Regions from separate parts of the Mus musculus genome. Here regions 2 and 3 are each linked to region 1. Evidence: chromatin contacts called from public Hi-C and promoter capture Hi-C data. All regions are on one chromosome and are shown on one strand. The core of a region is the stretch at or near the end of the contact, and the rest is flanking DNA. Distances in the headings are between cores, read along the strand shown.

Region 1 (4,407 bases), core at 864-3,363:
CATTACAGGGAAAGAGACTGCTGATAAATATCAAACTAAGCTTATTTCCTAATTATGGAGAAAGTTAATTCCATTATTGTCACTTGGAAAGAATGATGGGAATTTTAAAATAACTTGAGTGAGAAGGGGATCTATTAAAAACAATTCACTTATTTTTTTCCTTGGCTAATTGTGCTTTATATTCCAGGAATTAAGCCAACAGATGCAGTCAAAATGCCTCCAATTTATTATTTTGATGTAATTCATATACCGTTGGTTAGTGTGTGTCTACCTTTCCTAGTGTGAGGCTGTGTAATGTATAATCATTGTACCAGGGTTGAGAAAGGCTGGTGATGGCTCACATGCCTAAGGTATGGACTTAGCAGAAGCAAAATTTCCTTTGCTAACATTTTGAAACAAACTAAAAATTAAGAGACCCCCAAGACTTGTGACCCCTTTAACAGAATTTTCGTTGAAACAATTCTCCAACTTTTCCAAATTTTACCATTAAGTTAAGACTGGGAAGGAATACTTGGAAAAGCTTAGTTATTGGAAACCTGTTCTTCCCAGGGAAAAAGACCTTTTTGTGCCCCCCAGGAGCTCTTTCAAGCAGTGGCATTAGTTGCACCTCACCTCGATGGTATTCATATCTCTGCTGCTCTAGTCTCCAAGAAGCTGCTCTGTTTTCAGATCACTAATGCATCCTTTTCCTCTTTCTCCCTAGCTCTTCAGCCTAAGCAATAGGAAGCTGCTTTTCAGGTATGTGCTGCGAGGAAGTCATAGGATAGACTTTCTATAGGAAGAATGCAGACTGCGGAACCTCAGGCATCCCAGGTGAGCCTGGCTACTTGAGTACCTGGCACTCCACACTTCCTCAGCTTGGGGTCAGCACCCTGACAACCTGCTGAACCGTAGCACTTAGGTGGTGCCTGCTTTCTGCCCCTAGGTCAGATTTTCCCTCTTGCTTAGCTTTTTTCTTCACTGTGTTCTTGTCATTAATTATTTGAAGGCGAAGGAAAACATCTCAAGACTGTGTCCTCAGAAAACAGGCATGTTTTCCTAAAACCCTTCTCTGCTCCTTTCCATCTCTGAGAACAGTGCAAAGGGTTCTAGTTTCAGCCACTGGACCAGCTTTAACATTTTTCCCCCAGCCGGGCAACCCCTCCACCTTTTTAGGTTCTACGACTGCCCATATTTAAAAGAAGAAAATTCAATATGCAAGATAGTGTGAATTCCCGGTGTGTGTGTGTGTGTGTGTGTGTGTGTGTGTGTGTGTGTGTGTGTAGATGTACACCTGGATTACCTGTCTCAACCTTAGTCCTGCCATATGGCTACTAGATGCATGACAGTCAGATGGCTCCAATTGTCCTGTTAGGCTGAAGTTAGGCCCTCCAGAGCTCACCTGTCAGTGTCTAGGTAACTGGCCAAGTGCCAGCAGGGCCGCGTTCCAGAACACCTAGTGGGACAGTCCTCCCTCTCCCGCGCATTTGCTCAGCCCCCTACCTTTGCTTAAGAAAATTCTGATTTTTTTTTTTTTTTTTCCTGCACCACCACCACCGCCTTCAAAGAGAGCGGGACCATTCCCCACCAGGGCTCCTTACCTCAAACAGAGGACCGATCTTGTTTTTCTCCAGGTAAGCCTGGATTCGGGTTTGTTGACGAGATGCCATGAGAAAACAGATGGGTCAGCAGAGAGAAGACAATGCGCCTCGGCTGGGGACAGCTCTACTCTACCCCAGGGCAGGAGCTCCGAGCCTGAGCTTTCTGGCACAGCGATGGCTAGCAACTCCGTTAGCAGCGAGCCCGAAGGGAGCAGGGCTCAGGGAACCCGGGCGAGGCTCTACCAACTCAGACAACTCCGAGGCAAGGAGAGAACTACATCGCATCCTGCAGCTCGCGCCCACCCGCTCTCCGCTTTCCGCAGCACCGCCGCCGAGGCGAAATCGCGGGCAGAGGCTGGTCTGTCCTCTGGGCGGCAGCAGCAGCAGGAGCCGGTGGCCGAAGGCGAGTGTCTGTGCAGTGCCTTCGCGAGCCGAGCGGGGGACAGCGCCGGCCGCAGGGGCGACAGCGCGCGGAACCGCCCAGAGCGCGCCACGGTGTGCGCCCAGCTCCTGGCTGCCAGGAACCAGCACCCAAGCTGCTCCCCGAGGCGGTGCTCGCTCCCTAGCGACAGAGCCGCTCAAAAAGCCAATGGTAAAGGTGCTTCTTTCAAAGTGCACATAAATCTGGTGCTTGTTGGCTACTCCTTGGCAGCTACACCCGCAGTTCCAAACCACTCAGCTTGATCTTCTCCTGGCCCAGCGCTCTGCCTTCACTAGGCTGGGATGAGAAAAAGCCGGAGATGAGAACTATGGCTGGGTTTTGCCGCGAAAACAAAGTTGCTTATGTTAAAAAGAAAAAAGAAAGGAACAGATATATCTATCTTGGCCTTGAGCAAGTCAGCCACAACCGGCGTTGCTGCCTGAGAACTGATTGAAAATTCCCGAAGTACAGACACCCAAAGGCTGGAAGCAACCCTTAGGCATTTGGCAGGGAGATGAAACAAAAGCAAGCCAGCTCTCTCTGCTTCCAAGTTTGCCTACACCTTCAGCTCTGTCTGCTACACCTCTGGCTACAGCTCAGGGGCTCTGAGCTCCCACCCAACAGTTATTCCTCCAGATACTTCAGAAGCACATCAACTTTACCTCATACCTTCTTACTATGAGACGACTTTTCAAGGTTAAGATCTGCAGTTATCACAAGGTTCCGTGTAGAGTTCTTTGCATTTAAAAAACCAAAAAACGATATAAAGCACTAAAACCCCAAAGATGAGTTGTCTGGTTCTAAACCATTTTGTATTGCCAAATCAGAACGTTTATACTAAAACTGTTGGCTGTCTCTACAATAATAGGCACGGATTTCTTTAAAACCAACTGCGACAGTGTAGATTTCTTCTTTTTCTGCACTGTGTTCAGGTTTCTGTGACCTGTATCTGTCCAAGCTTTTTCTCTCCGTTTTAAATTATCTAAGCATTGTGCAATAGTTAAGATGAGAATGGATTGTTCCAGGAAGTATTATAATAATTGCCTTTAATAATTCACATACACGAAATCTACTAGAGGAATTGGGCTATTAGCCACTATTGATAACTCGAAGCAGACATGATTTGGGGTGGAAAGATGTCAGAGCTGTTACTTTTACAATCAGCCTCATGACCCACCAGGTACAGGCAGGAGTAATGAACAGTGAGGAGTCCTGGTCTGTCACGTATTTCCTGTAACAGTTCAAAACTACAGTTACTTATGTACTTTTTCATAAGATTGGGAGATACTGACTATACATTAAATATGTTGTAGACTTGGCGTGAAGCCCTGTGAGTCACCTAAAGGCCCAAGTATTTTAAATTCCACATTGTACTAAAAGATCAGGACAGGCCTTCATCAAAATACATCTTCTTCCTCTAAGAGATATGAGGAAGATCTTTCTTCAAATCTATTAATTAAGATAATTAATAAGTCTTCCATAAACCCAGGAGTTCTGCATCAATTTTATTGGCCAGAAAAGATAAAACTTAGTCTGGCAACATTAAAGAAGACCCATAATGCTATTTTAAGTAAGGGTGCTACATCTCTAAGTATCCCAAACTTGCATAACTGAGACATTTCCAAAGCCACTCCACTACTGCGATGCAGCCTCTACCTCAGAAAGCATGGTTGTTCCATTTCTTACAGATTCTGACACCATTGCTACTGGAAGTAGTTTTTTGTCCAGCTTCTCCATTGTAGGCATAACATTAAGTCTGAAACTGTAGAGGCATAAAGCTCCACCTTTGTCTGGTGGCTTTCAGTCCTGTGGAAGTAGTTGACACCTACACAATGATGGTGTGCTAATACAAGAGTAAAGAGGCATACTGTGGCCACAGATTTCTTGAGGGATGTTGTGAGGATTGTGGAGTCTGCTGTCCTCAATGAATACTTAACCAAGGACATAGTATCCATACAAAGTGTTGGAAGATTAAGAGGTTGGTTTCTTTGCTGAGACTGGAGGAGTGGATTTGGGGATAAGGTATCAAGCTTCAACATTAAAAACTAGCATGTAGCAGTACATAGGCCTGCCACAGGCTTGCACTGGAGAAACAGGGGTGAACATAGATGAGCATCACATGCAGTAATAAAAATAATCAGCACCCATCTTACTACATAGTAAATGTCTGGCTGAGCAGTGGCATGTCTCGTGGGAAGTGATTATTTGGGTTACACATTCTATAAAATTGTGACAGCCAGAGTTATGGCTGGAGTCCAGCATGAAAAGAATGGCATCTTATGAAGACGTGCCTAAGACGGAATCTGTCGATTAAATGTGTGTCAAATGAGATAGGAGAAGGAAATTAGAATATCACTGAGTTCTGGTAGAAAGTTAGGAGATGTCAGGTACTTGTTCAAGCCACCT
Region 2 (4,407 bases), core at 559-3,058, 240 kb after region 1:
CTAACTCCAATTACCCAAGCTCCTACTGCAGAGACAGATGAACTCTGCATACTGAGCAGGAAAGTCTTGCAGGAGTTATCATCTCTCAGGGAACCCTTGGCACTTGTGGGTATTTTAAATTAGAAGTCATGGGGCTCAGCATAAATAGTTTTCTCACAGTAATAAGAATTGTATTCACATTTTAAACAGTTACAGTGTGCTTGCTCTGACCCTCTGGGAATAAGCATTTAAGCTTACAAATAAAATGAACGATAGAAAAAAATCACAGGCATAACATTTCTAGATCCTGAGAAGCAACAATAAAGCATGTATATTTTTGTATGCAGGCCAAAAAATATTCCCTTTGCTTTTGCCCATTGAGAACATGCAGCTATCTACCAAAGGTCCAATTAGTTAATTTCTCAAAATCCTATTCCAGAACAGTTTCCTCTAGGTTAAACACTGAATGATGAAGACTTCCGTGTGTGCTATTACACATTTGCCTGTGTTCTAAAGTATCATCATCATAACATGTAGCATGTTGAGTTCTCAATAGTAAGCATGGTAAATATGGACTAGGCACTAATTCACTTAAGTGCATTTTTCATTCTTAAATGTAATCATTTCAATCATTTAAGTCCACATTATAAGTAGGTGTTAATTCTATTTTAGCAGGGGTTGTTGCAATGATAGACATACATTGTTACATACATACATACATACATACATACATACACACACACACACACAAACACTTCATAAATTAGGCAATATTTATCATCTCAGTATGGTTTTTTGCACACTGGAGAAGTTGGGTGGTCACTGGTGTGCATGTCCAAGTGGGAGGAGATACCTTCCTAGCTCATGAGAATAAGCATGTCTATGTGAACTGCTCTAGCTGGTGTAAAGTGATGCAACATGGTATGCGGTTACTTACAGTAGGATTCCATATGCCTATGCAAAACCAGATCATTCCTTTCTCTTGCAAAACAATCAGTAGCATTTTAGGTAAAGGGGCACATGGCTGCTCCTCTCAGTGAGGACAGTGCACAACAGTGACCTTGTGGCTCATCAAGGTAGACATGAAGCATGAGCAAAGAAATCCTTGTTTCTTCAGATCTGTGAGATCTTTAGTGTCCCTTTGAACAATGTTGGAGATACAACACCATGATGTTGAGTGGAAACCAGACACCAGCAAAAGGGCTAGCGTGTCTAGAAAGGAGAAACATCTACTTTCCTTCTATGTCTACGGATCTTTCTTAGCTTGACCCTGGAAGTTCAATTGATTGGCTGGTCATGTAGACCTCCTCAGATGCAGAGTCCAACAATCACTGCAGGCACCTTCATATAGGACTGTAGTTATCATTTTTCAGAGGTAGAAAGCTTATAGCTGTAGGGGGAGTTTTTCTGATTGTTTTCCTAGTTATTTCCCTAATTGTTGGTTGGCTAATAAATACAGCAGAAGCTAATTGTTAAGGCGAAGATGTGGAGGCGAGATTGTCTGTTCAGGACAGGAAGAGCAGGAGAGAAGATTCAGAGTCAGATTGGGTGTGGGCAGATGAGAAGTTGAAACATGTAGGTGTCTAGGGGCACCAACAGTTTGCAGCTTCTGCAGCCTGTGGAGGCCAAGAAAGATGGGGCAGGATATTCTTTGCCCACTCTTTGAGTTATCTGGTCAGTTTTAAAATATAAAGGTGTCTGGCATCTTTTACTCACTGCATTATGGTGGGCTGGAAGAGAAAGAAGGCAGCCGGAGGATTGGGCATGGAGAAGCAGGCAGCGTTCTCAGGAAAAACACAAGCTGACTGTTTGGCAGAGCTGAGCCAGATGGGGTGGACACTGGAGAACTAACTAGATGGCTGGCGAGAGAACAATCTCAGAGCTCTGGCTCGGCAAAGCTGGCCAGGATAAAGAGATAATCGGGTAGATCGGAGGCTGGCAAGAACGGGGTCCAGAGAAGGTGAAGCGTGCACTGGGTGGATACGGGCAGAGCTGGCCTTGAGGTGGATGGCTGCCAAGAGAGTGATCTCAGAGCTCTGGAGAGACATAGCCTGCATTTGTGGGAGAGGCATGGCTAAAAGGAACAGGTCAGGTGGCTGCTGGACCCAGAATCTAGCTGGACCAAGCCTGCTTTTTAAAATTACAGACTACATGTAGCAAAGCTAAAATTCAGTGAGATGCACTTGGGATGAGTCATGAAGTAGCTTGCAGGTTAGAAAAGCACACTCAATACAACAGTTGGCTATCTCAGTCTGTGTGTTCCATATCCATGGAATCAATCAGCAACTACACATTAAAGATATTTCCTAATAAATCCTACCTGCATTGCATGTATGCAACATTTTCTGTTATTTCTTAGGCAATAGGATATGAAAAGTACTTACTTGCATTAAGCGTTATAAGGAATCTACAGGTGATTCCATATATAAAAAGAAAAGGGTGAATTATACACAAATCCTTTGCCATTTTGCATAAGGCATTAGAGCATCTTGAGATTTTGGTATTTGCCAGGGTTTAGGGTACAGTCTCCATTGGATACCATGTGACAATTGTAATTTAACTACAATGTAATGCTGTGTATGGTTTTAGCAGGGTATTAGGCAAATTTACCAAACTGGATATCTCTGGCACCTGCTGAATGTACGGTGTATCAGAGAGAGGCTCAGCTGGGCAACACACTGGTGACACCAGTTCTCACTGGTGATGACTGTGACTTACTGTAGCATAACAGGCAGGGACATATTCTGAGGCATAACTAGCATGCTAATAAGGTACTAAAGTGGAGAATAAAAAGACAGACAGAAAGCAAAGGTAATATTTGGATTCTGGTTTGATGAACTGAACAGCAATTTATTGTCAGCCCCTAGTGGTTGAAGGGGAGAAAATGACTTAAACATCAAGAAAATTACAATTCAATCGTAGAACCATTTAAATCCAAGGTAATTTGGAGAAACCCTCTCATCCAGCTATCACAGAGAACTACAATAATGAAATATGCCAGTAAGTATAAAATCACAGTGTACCCTCTACAGGAGCACGTGGTGTGATTTTTGGGAAGGTATGTTTCTGTTTGTATATTTACCAGCAAAATGGTTCAAATATAATTCCACCATCAATACTGGAAGTTCTTAAGAACTAACTTCCTGCTGAGTAGTAGCTCATCACTCAATCTTGGGTTGTCTGCTACTTGCAAAACAAGGATTTTTCTCAGGTCCCCATCTTTACCATGCACGGCCCATAATCTCCCCATTTGCTGGTCTATGCTAGGGATAATGTGCAAGTTCTATATTATAAACTCCCATCAAGAATTTTGGACCACTGATTTTCCTCTTACTTATATCCAAACGTACCTATGGCTCATTTAAAGGCAAAAGTCATTTAGCTTCTAAGAGGGTAACAGAAACCAACAAGTTTTCATCAAATTGGTAACTTCCCCTTCTATCATTACTGCAAAGAAAATTTATCTAGTTTCCATCTATGGATCCGAAACTAAGTAGGAAGACTTAGTAAAATGGCTATGTGCTGATAGAAGTTTGACTTTTAGAAGAGATAGAGAGATGGGGTACCCAGATATCAAAGTAAGACAACTTCAATAACAGGTCCCTCATAGGAATGGATAACCCTAGGAGGGCTGGCTGGCTACAAGATCTGAGGCAATTTCTCTATTGCAAGATCTGCTTCTTTACCCTGACCAATAATCATTATTACATTGTGAGAAAATGATCTGGTAACAAGCCTCTTGAATAATTGGTTAAGCTTGGTAACATTGCAGCATCCAGGCATTTGGACAACTATATTGTTTTAGAGAGATCATGCTGCAGATCAAATTATGTGGAAAATGTTTATATTTAGAATGAAATTACATGGTGTTCACGGAGAAGACCAAATTCGCTTCTCTAGCTATTGTGTATTTCTTGTTGCCTTTCCAGTGAGCACAAAGAACTGGGCAAAGCTTTTCACAATAACAGAATGGGGGACTTTCAATCGAAAATATATCATTTTAATTACTTTCAGTTCACTGAAACATAGCCATTGCTAAAACTAGTTCCTTAAATATAAGGAGCAAAAACAAGTGAAGCAAGCCCTTAATTCATATTTTCCCCCTCAAAAATATATCTACTTGCACTCCTGCCAGGGAAGCTGGTAGGCTGAACAGAAATCTCCACCTCTTACTCTGTTCGATCAGATCCAATCCCTCAGGTTCATCCTCAGCTTTGTAGCAGAACACATATAGCAGCCTCACTCACCCCGTATCTAGTCGATCCCACAGATCTTCCCCTACTAACCTCCTTTGCTCAACTCATTGCATTATTCCAGCCCCCAGCTCCAGCGGGGACTCTCTAGGAAGCCACAGGCCACTCTGGCCTGGGAAGCAGGTGGGCTAACTGTAAATGCTCTCCTCTCCCCTCTGCTCCTCCAAATCCAACA
Region 3 (4,407 bases), core at 1,254-3,753, 140 kb after region 1:
ATATCCCATTCCTCTTGATTGGAAGTATGTGTGGTCAGAGGGAGCAAGCTGGAAATACACAAAACCTGAAGCTATCTATCTGTGTAATAACATTAAAAAAAAACAGGACTTAGTCTATGTGCTATAGAATAAGAATTTAAATTAACAAACAAAAAGTGTACAAGCCATTAGCAGTAATACACTTTTGCTACTGAAATGCTTTTCTGAGCTCTCAGGAACTCAAATTAGATCAGTCATGCTAGAAGCTAGAACAAATTTTCTATTCTCTTCATAGAAAAATATGACAAAATTATCATAATTTGCTAGGCAATCAAAGGCAGTGCCATAAAAATTATGGGACAAAGGGATAAAACTGGGTCACATAATAATCATATTCCAACTTTTGTATGAGTTGTACATATTAGCATTTAAACCTTGTGACTTGTTCTGATACTTGGTAAATATTAACTTTCATTTCTTTTTTTTTCTCTTCTCATTTTTATTATTTTTCTTAAAGAAGGCACTTACCTTCCTACCCTATCATACTTACCTCCGCAGAGACCACAGTTTTCTCCCTTTCACTGTTACAAGCACAAGGTGCTAAGATGAAACTCTGGGCCCTTCTTTAACAGAAGCTCACCGATGATGAAAAACTTAGAGCCTCAAAATTGCTTACATGTAAAATGCTTTATTTCATCCCTGTATTAACTCCTATCTACTATATACTATGGTCAGAATTTTATACTTTCAATCTTCCATGAAGCAGCTTTTGGCACATGTTATCCTTCTATTTTAAATGTTTCATGACTCCCTTATAGTAAATTTGACTCAAAAAGCAAAACAAAACAAACAAAACAAAACAAAACAAAACAAACTCAAAACCATGGGGTCTTCTGCATATTTGGACATTTTCAATAATCACAGACAATAGCATCAGTTTAATTCTAATTATATCTTCAAACCTTCCAAGGTCTATTGACTCATTTATTATCTATTCAGATTGAAGTACAACAGTCTCTCAGGGACAGGTGTGTTAAATTGAACACTTGGGGGTATGCTGCACATCCTTAGGGTTACAGTGGAGTCAGAATAAGGCTGATGTGGGACCTAGTGTGGCTGTTGGGTACTGTACTGGATTCCTTTGCTCTCAGTGGACACAGGGACAGAAGTACTGGTGTTTTGGTCAGTAATTAATAATTTTGTACTGTCTCTCAGAGCCAGTATTAAAATAGCCACACACACACACACACACACACCCGTGCATGTGTGTGTGTGTGTGTGTCTGTGATTCAAGTCCTGGCTATAACTCAATACAACAAATTTAGCACATGGAAGGCCAGACTTATGATAAACAACATTTGGAGCCACAGAAAGTCATGAAGTAGTATCATGTGTATATTCATCTAAAAATACTTTAATCGGATATAGAAAATATAACTCTTACAAGGGGTTCTCAGTATTTATTTTCACACATTTGAAATATCATAAGTGACATTGATCACTAGTTTAAAACCTTTTTCTGTGTCACAATACATATGAAGAACTCAAAAGTATGCCTAAAATATCCACTACCATCCCTGAGTTATGGGTGTATATTGATGACTCAAATATAACCTGAGCAATGTTTTTGTTTGTTTGTTTTTTAAATATTTGAGCTCTGATGCTGTCCTCAGGCTTGGGGACAAAGAAAAGAAAATTCTCCAAGGGCACAGCATCCTGCAGAATTTGAGGACACCTGGGAAAATATGAAATATATCTTATGTAGCTTTTGATGTATATTTAGAACTTTACAGATCTAGATCTTAGAAAATGGTTATTTCCCACATTCAGTGGGAACCTTGGTTATTTCTCCTTAAATTAAAAGCCGATTCTCTTTGTTCAAGTGACTACTGGGAAAGCATTCTTAGGGAGCTAATTGTCTTTGCTTCTTGGTGCTGTGCTTCTTGGTGCTGCTTTCATAGGTTGTAGTTATCTGGTTATTCGAATTGTAGGAAAGTACCCAATACCTATTTTAGCCCCCTGAATAATGATGGGAGGCAATGTATAAGAACATGAGCCATTCTGGTGACTCATCACATGTTCTCTTAATCGGTGTGAGACACCACTGATCACCTGGTTCCACATACTCCTGAGCATCGTCTGTTCTGACCCATTCATTTAACAATATTTGAGTTAAAGAGACAGTTCTACCTGTATAGAAATGTGTGTAAGTGCTTATTCTCAGTTTTCTCCTTTTTCTTGGACTATTTTGGTGGCTCTGTGGGAATGTGTGACCATAGAAAATGTAAGAGGACTGCTGAAAGACCTTGCTAGAATAGTTCGCTGAGGGTCATCCACTAGAAGGTTGTGAGGAATTCTCCCTTCCTGGAATGACCCAACAAAACAAGCTTTACAAGAAAGCCCCAAGCACAAGGCAGGTGCAGATAATGACCACTTACATTTCAGTTCCCATTTCTGGTGACTAAGACCTCACCTCACCTGGGGCTATCAATGCAGCTCAGGGGCTAGCCTCTTCAGAAGGGAGCGGCTAATTACCATTTCTAAAGGGGGGAATGAAAAGGTCAGCTAGGGCTAACAATGGGCTTAAACCAGCTCAAGCTGTTACCAAAATCCGCCCACAAAAGCTGAATAAAAGGCGTGTGTTTTGTGTGTTTAGGGTCGCTTCTGCCCCTTTGCAGGACGACCCCAGTGCGCTGGATCAATAAACCTCTTGCTTATTGCATCAATCTCCAGCTCTGTGCTTCTGTGAGTGGGACTTCCTGGACTTAAGGCTCTTTGGGTCTTACAGCTCCTTTTCTTTGGACTATAATAAAAAGAAATCTAATGAACCAGCTATGTTAGAGGTTCATTGACCTGAGAAAAAAATTAATTTATTAAATAAAATTTAATTTATTAAGGACACAGGTTAGAAGGATTTTAAAAACGTGGTCCAACCATTGCCATTTTCATAAGTCCATTCTGGAGTGATTTCTGATGGTCTCTCCACATTCCATTAAAGGTGGTGTATGATCATCAATCCCACAGCATCAAGTTTAACTTATCCATTCCCAGGAAATCAATGCATGTGTGCAATGAATTACTATGTCACCAAAGAACATTCCAATCTTATTCATTTTCTATTTTTAACTACCTCTTAAATCTCCGCTCTCTACTATATCACTAATGCTATCTATTGTGTATACTGATACAACCTCACCCTGACCCTTATGTGTGGCCTCGTCCTGGTTTCCTCCACTAAGATGTTTGTCCTCTTAAAATGCAAATGAAAATGCAATTATGTGAATGGCTTAGGTCTTCTGGATGAAGTATAAGGTCTTCACAATGTAGTCGTGGTTTCGGCTAACTACCACAAGCTTCAACCCCACAGCTTACATCCTCTGCAGTAACCAGCCCCTACTTTGCACAAAATGCTTTTCATATTCTGTCAGTGGGCACTGGTTTAAGTCCCATCCTATATCCTACTCAGCAGGAGGGTATACATTTAAGAAAACAGATGTTGGAGAGATGGGTCTGAATAACATTCTGGCTTTGCAGATAGTTCTGTGACCTTGAACAAGCTATTTAGTCTCTTTAAATACCTTCCCTAAATGATAGGGCAAATCTCAGAGTGATTTTTTTTCAGAATTATATAAATATAACCCATCTTATTATTTACCATAGAGCATATAGCACACAGTATAGTGTCAACAATAATCAAATTTCATTAATGTGAAATAGTAGTTCAGTGACCTTGAACAAGTTAATCTCCTTAAATGCCTTTCCCTTATAAATCTAGTTAAATGATAGTGCATATCTCATAGTGCCTTTTTTATTTTCAGGATTACATAAAAACAAACCATATTATTTATTACATGCAGTACATAGTATAGTCTTAACAACTATCCAATTTTATTAAAATGACTACTGTACCATCACCAATAGGCTAGACTGTAAGACCCCAACACAATGTGTTTCTTAGACCCCTAGAAACGAAGCCCAGCATGGAGTTCTTTGTTCTTTGGCCTTTATCCTGAAAGAGATGGTGACAGCTGGGTGACCCACCCAGGAGCCTGACCCATTGTGTAAGGGACCAAGAAGGTTTACTCAACTTCCCCAGTCTTTGTGATCTAATCTTCCCCTCACTTTCCTTGAGAGATGAGCTATAATTCACCATCCCCATTTTTACGATGTTTATCTTATCCTTCCCTCACTTTATGGTTTATTCTTTAAAAACCCTGGACTGCAACTGCTGGGGGTCGATCTCCTCTGTCCCTGTGCGGGTTACAAACTCGGCCTCAACATGCTGATTCCTGATTAAACCTCATGCGATATTGCATCAAGAACGGTTTCTCTCAAGTTATTGGGGCATCAGCTCATCCCAGGATTTGAGCAAGAGTCTCCCCAAAACGGGGGTCTTTCAAGACTTGTATCCCTGTCAACTGTAGGCTT

What was found. Promoter capture Hi-C pulls out the DNA fragments that hold promoters and counts their contacts. A called contact is a pair of places that touch in the nucleus more often than the background predicts.
Region 2: a contact with region 1 is called in a Hi-C map of cerebral cortex, with 2.1 times the contacts expected there. The contact joins the enhancer-like site here to the promoter of A830018L16Rik in region 1. A contact is called at or near these places in 5 of 39 promoter capture datasets (cranial neural crest, embryonic stem cells, hippocampal neurons and 2 more), 4 of 484 Hi-C or Micro-C datasets (cerebral cortex and embryonic stem cells) and 1 of 9 other capture datasets (embryonic stem cells).
Region 3: a promoter capture Hi-C map of embryonic stem cells shows a contact between it and region 1, with 2.3 times the contacts expected there. The contact joins the enhancer-like site here to the promoter of A830018L16Rik in region 1. A contact is called at or near these places in 3 of 39 promoter capture datasets (embryonic stem cells and hippocampal neurons), 4 of 484 Hi-C or Micro-C datasets (cortical neurons, embryonic stem cells and hematopoietic stem cells), 1 of 115 datasets of contacts at active chromatin or transcription factors (embryonic stem cells) and 1 of 9 other capture datasets (adipose tissue).

The regions. Positions count from the first base shown.
Region 1 is chr1:11,411,811-11,416,217 of GRCm38.p6, reverse strand. A830018L16Rik (RIKEN cDNA A830018L16 gene) reads right to left here and starts at 2,113. Exons shown (of 14, transcript NM_001160369.2): 1 at 1,581-2,113. The coding sequence starts at 1,649.
Region 2 is chr1:11,175,447-11,179,853 of GRCm38.p6, reverse strand. The region is part of intron 25 of Prex2 (phosphatidylinositol-3,4,5-trisphosphate-dependent Rac exchange factor 2); the gene reads right to left. Among named protein-coding and RNA genes, the nearest start is that of Gm24173, 43 kb to the right of the region's middle. Within about 2 kb of position 1,808, at least 16 of the 459 cell types and tissues checked have an H3K27ac peak or open chromatin away from gene starts, as enhancers often do. A contact at or near this core is called in cerebral cortex and hippocampal neurons, where this site is marked.
Region 3 is chr1:11,276,122-11,280,528 of GRCm38.p6, reverse strand. The region is part of intron 37 of Prex2 (phosphatidylinositol-3,4,5-trisphosphate-dependent Rac exchange factor 2); the gene reads right to left. Among named protein-coding and RNA genes, the nearest start is that of A830018L16Rik, 140 kb to the left of the region's middle. Within about 2 kb of position 2,503, at least 18 of the 459 cell types and tissues checked have an H3K27ac peak or open chromatin away from gene starts, as enhancers often do. A contact at or near this core is called in embryonic stem cells, where this site is marked.